Regions from separate parts of the Gossypium hirsutum genome. Here region 1 is linked to region 2. Evidence: chromatin contacts called from public Hi-C data. All regions are on one chromosome and are shown on one strand. The core of a region is the stretch at or near the end of the contact, and the rest is flanking DNA. Distances in the headings are between cores, read along the strand shown. Region 1 overlaps LOC107934225 (protein SWEETIE). Region 2 has its middle 20 kb from the start of LOC107934236.

Region 1 (2,700 bases), core at 182-2,681, 160 kb before region 2:
ACGTAGCTTTAGTTACTCGCTTATGAAGTAATAACAAAAGGCATCCAATTTATCCCTAACAAGTTTCATTTGCTTAATCGAAACTTTTATAAACAAAATTAAGCCATCTTAACACTCGAATCACCCCTTGTTAGCTTAATTAGTTCCCATCTACCCATACTCACGGCTTGAGTAATTGATTCGGCTACAAATAAATAATGTTCAAATAAATTATAATTCCAAACAATCTACATAGAAAGCAATTTATGACACAATACAAAATTATGTAATTGACTATGTTGCTCAATATCAACAAGTACATCCTCTATAAAATTCCAATCCAATATATCATAAGTTTTCTCGAGATTAATTTTAGTCACCACCCGCTCTTACTTGCCTGACCTCTTACATATTATATGAATCATTTTTATACAATAATAATATTATCAACGATGCATCTTCCAACAGGAGGATAGAAGCTTGATTGCTTAAGAACTGCCCACGTTAGTATGAACGGTCTTAATTTTTTGTTCCTTTTGGTAATAATTTTTTACAAGACCGTACAAAACTATTGAATTGTCTTAAGAAACTCAATCTTCTAGATTAAGAAAAGAAGTCTGATTAATCCATTTCTCAATTTATGACACAATACAAAATTATGTAATTGACTAAGTTGCTCAATATCAACAAGTACATCCTCTATAAAATTTCAATCCAATATATCATAAGTTTTCTTGAGATTAATTTTAGTCACCACCCGCTCTTACTTGCCTGACCTCTTACCTATTATATGAATCATTTTTATACGATAATAATATTATCAACGATGCATCTTCCAACAGGAGGATCGAAGCTTGATTACTTAAGAGCTGCCCAGGTTAGTATGAATGGTCTTAATTTTTTGTTCCTTTTGGTAACAATTTTTTACAAGACCGTACAAAACTATTGAATTTTCTTAAGAAACTCAATCTTCTAGATTAAGAAAAGAAGAGTCTGATTAATCCATTTCTCAAATTGACCAATTGCAAATATTGTGAAACAAATTCGCAGACACCTCCATTATATTCGAAATATTTTAGTAAGAAAATGCATATAGACCATCAGCTCCGGAGAGATGGCCACGAATACTAGAAGTCTAGAACCACTTTTTTATTTAAATTAATTTTATTTTACATTAATAACAAATTTAATTAAAACCTACACTAAATTAATTACTATTTAGTAATTATATCTCATGTTTTAATTATGAAAATAATTTCATAATAGTACATATATTTATTTTGAGAAATAGATTTTCATTTTCAATTTTCAGAAAATACAAATAGAAATTGTTTTCTCGGGGCCCAAACTTTTAAAGTAATTTTTTCTTTTCCTTTGTCCATTTTGCAGTAAGATTAACTGCCCGGCTGCTTATTGGTTTCATTATAAAAAGTCACGGGTCAACATCCTGCAATAAGGCGTTCAATGTGATTTCAAACCTTTCTATGGCTATCAGCAACTCTCTCTCTCTCTCTCTCTCTCTCTCATCAGTTGGCAGCCAAAACATACAAAACTTCACGAGGGAAAAAAAAAAAAAACTTATCTTCCAATCATCAATGTCCCTCCCCAGCTTTCAATGCTGTTCCTGATCCATATTATGTTCAGTATCGGAAAGCCCTACATGAGGCAGAGTATCTAATACTAAATCAGTATCGACTTTATTATCTGAACTCTCCTTTTGCTGCTCATCATCCCCTGCGACATCGATTGATCCTTCAGCATCTTCACTATTTCCAGTTTCAGTTGATGCCCTTCTTTGCACGTGCTCCTCTATCTTTGTGGATATTTCTTTCACTTCTTCAACTGCAAGATCACACAAAATCTTCTCCCTGTTACCTCCGTCACCTGAGCAATCAGATAATATTTCTGTTGCAACCTCTGAATGCTCCGCATTAGAGTTATTTATACTATTGTGATTTTCTGAAGATAAATATTGCTGACTATTATCAGTACTGATTTCCAAAGCAGAAGAGATGGACTCATCATGGTCCGATTCTTTTACTGTCCTCTCAACTACAGAATCAGTTTCAGCTGCATTCTTTGTGGCTGGAAAAGACTGGAAGGCATCCCAATCGTCTTCATCCTCTTCATCTTCTTCCATGTCATCATTATTGGTACCTATAGGGGTGGCTAATGGAGATGAATATCTTTCTTCACTTTGCTGTTTAAGCTTCACTTGAGTAGCTGATGGTAAGGCATTGTCCTCTCTTCTCATTTCAAGTGGAACTGGTAGTTTAATCTCTAATTGCGGTGCCACAGATTTCGTTTCTCCAACACTATGGTCCAGTGTTACTGAAGCACGAATAACCCCCTGAAAAAAGAATGGTGATTATTATTTCTGAACAATGTGGCCATGGGAAAAATGAAAATTGCAAATCAAACAAAACTTTAGGCAACAAAGTCTTCAATTGCCTATTTCTATCAAAAAAGTGAATCCATTGCTCTACCAGAAACATGTGGAGAAAAACTATTAGTGAACTAGATCTATGTTTCTTGAAAGGAAAAAACAAAGCCATCAGGTTCGATCTAACAATACAGTTAACAAGTTTACCAAACTTGAAATTTCCCATTTTATGGTTCTTTCAATCACAATAGAAAAACTTGTCATCTATATGGAAAGAAATAGAAAGCAAAAACACCTGAAGTTGCTGTCTATGCGTCTCAGACATCAATAACAACACA
Region 2 (2,700 bases), core at 74-2,573:
CATGCTTGCTTCCAACTAGTATATCAATTATGTCCCTAACAAGATGTTTACCCTTATCATCTCGACGTAGTCCGGATAGCCTTGCTTCTTCATCATAAGTCATGTTCAGTTGATATGGTTCCTAGGGCAGCTATTGTTTTAATTGCCCTTTTCGGATTGCCAATTCTATTATGTTCTTCAAATGTACAAAATGCTTTGTGTGGTGCTTAAGAGCATTGTAATATATATAGTGATGGTTTGAGTTATTGCGATCCTGGCTAGGTGTTAGCTGGGGTGGCATTTACAAAATACCTTGGTACTCGATCTGATCGAATATCTGGGCTAGAGAGCAGGTGAGTTCATGGTAAGTTCTATATTGATTGTAAGGTGCCCGGAACCTTTGATCTTAGCCAACCTTGTTCCCCTGGATGGGTCCTGAACAGTCAGAGGCATGGACATTATTAACCCTTTGTCGATCTCTCTGATTTGAAGGGTTGTATTGCCTATGCTCCATGTTGCCTACCCTAGAATGGGTCATTGGCTGCTGATAGCCTTGAGAACGTTGTGGAGGGGAACGACGCGGAGGATTAGACTGCTGGATGGTGGACACAAAAGAGTTGGCACGAGCTCTTTCTACTTCATCACCTTTCAAAAATTTGTGAACCATTTCATACAACGCGGATAAATTGCTCGGTTGATTCCCAATAATGATGTACCTCAAATGTTGGTGGGTGGCCCCGACAGCAAAGGAGTGGATGACCCCTTAATCTGTAACCCCCCATTGTTATCATAGTGGTTGCACTGAAACTACGAACATAATCTCGGAGGGATTCATTCACCCCTTGGCATATGGTCATCAGATAAGCGGGAGACTGTTGAAGTGTTTTGTTGGCCAGGAAGCAGCTCATTAATTGCCCATGTAATTGCTCGAAGGAGTGAATGGATCCTCAAGTACTGATAGGTACCACTGTCGAGCCGTTTGAGAGAGGGTCATGAAGAATGCTCTAGACATGATACTGTTAAAGGCCCTAAGAATTTTCATGTGATTGTTATAACGAGCTAAGTGGCCTTCTAGGTCTCTTGAGCCATTGAATATGAATTTCGGGAACATGAAAGAAGCTAAGATATGATTGGCTAATACCTCAGGAACGAGTGGCTCACTGGAATAGTTCCAAATGGATTCATCTACTTTGCCTCCATTTCCTATAGCATTTTTATATTGAATGCCTTGAGTCGCTCCACCGAGGAAGCGTTGTTGTTGCCTTGAGTATTCTGGGACACGACCGACTGGTTGCTATTTTCTGGTGGGTCATTCGGATTGTGACGTTCATGATCCATGTGGACTATGGATTGAGCTTCATTGCCCAAATGGGTAGGGTCGTCCCACCTGGGGACCTCTCGAGCTGCCCACAGCTTGTCAATCAACTGCTCATTTTAAAATTAAATTAGGACCAAATTGCTATTTGAACTAGAAATGAATTAGTTTTAATCTAACTAAGACTTAACTCAAATTATTATACACCAAATTAATTTAATTATATATCTAAACTATATCTAAATTATATCCAACAACCCAATGCAATCCTAAGATATCCTAAATTAATTAAAGGCATTCGATAAATCATTGAATTTGTTTTTCATTGAAAAGAAATTTTTAACATTTAATTTTTATGAGTTTGATAACCATCATAATTTTTTATTTAATTCAAAATTTTCAAAAAAAATAGTTGAATGAATTAAGTAAATAAATAACTATTTATCACTTAAAAGTTGAAAAGATTAAAAAAATTATATTCAAAATAAATTATCTTGTTAGTTTTGTTAGTAAAATATTCAAATTCTTATATTTAATTTCTATCCAAAATCTCTAAAATAATATAAATTATTACATCAATAACATTAAAATTATGAAATAAATAATTTTCGAAAATTAAGATTTATTATTATTAAACAACATTATATGTGGTACTTAATTTTATTAGGGTAAACTACATTTGTGATTGCCCAACTATCAATAAATTTCTTTTTGGTCATTCAACTATAAAAAGTTACAAAGTTATTGCCTTAGCTACCCAACTATTTCAAGTGTTTTCATTTTTACGTCTGTTAGTGATAAAAAAATATTCAAGAGTTATGTAACCATTCTATAACTCTTGATAGTTGGGTGATCAAGAAAGAAATTTATCAATAATTAAGCAACCACTTTGTAACTTTTTATAATTAGATAACAAAAAAATTCTAATAAGTGTATTTTACACTTTTTATTAACACAACAAATTTATAATATAAATTTAAAACCTATAAAATTTTGTATTAGAAAATGTTCAACACTTAACCTTTTAGTTTATCAAATAATACTCAACTTAATTTAATTAATTAGTTTATAACATTAATCCAAAACATATAATTAACTATCCTAGAGTAAATGTCAATCTAATAATAACTTATCTTTAAATTAATTCAGCAAACCGAGATTAATTAGATAATGAAAAATTGATCCCTCAATTTATAATGTTTCTTATTTCAGTATCTATATTTTTTGGTAAAAAATCAGGAAAATGAGAGAATCGTACAAGTCACCGAGCGGTCCAAGGCGATTTTCGAATGTCCGACTTTTTAATCATTGGATATAAGAATTGTTTCAGATCTAAAGCTGATTATAAAATGATTGGTTGTAAGGATACAATAATAATGCATGGCGAAGAAGATCGTTCTGGTGTA

Evidence for each region. Hi-C and Micro-C count contacts between places; a contact is called where the count stands out from the background.
Region 1: a contact with region 2 is called in a Hi-C map of leaf, with 2.2 times the contacts expected there. The contact joins two enhancer-like sites. A contact is called at or near these places in 2 of 34 Hi-C or Micro-C datasets (leaf and seedling).

The regions. Positions count from the first base shown.
Region 1 is chrA07:10,305,897-10,308,596 of Gossypium_hirsutum_v2.1, reverse strand. It overlaps LOC107934225 (protein SWEETIE), which reads right to left. Exons shown (of 48, transcript XM_041117547.1): 47 at 2,658-2,700; 48 at 1,329-2,329. The coding sequence ends at 1,592. Among protein-coding and RNA genes, the nearest start is that of LOC107934216, 4.6 kb to the left of the region's middle. Within about 2 kb of position 1,431, at least 2 of the 9 cell types and tissues checked have an H3K27ac peak or open chromatin away from gene starts, as enhancers often do. A contact at or near this core is called in leaf, where this site is marked.
Region 2 is chrA07:10,141,139-10,143,838 of Gossypium_hirsutum_v2.1, reverse strand. No RefSeq gene overlaps it. Among protein-coding and RNA genes, the nearest start is that of LOC107934236, 20 kb to the right of the region's middle. Within about 2 kb of position 1,323, at least 7 of the 9 cell types and tissues checked have an H3K27ac peak or open chromatin away from gene starts, as enhancers often do. A contact at or near this core is called in leaf, where this site is marked.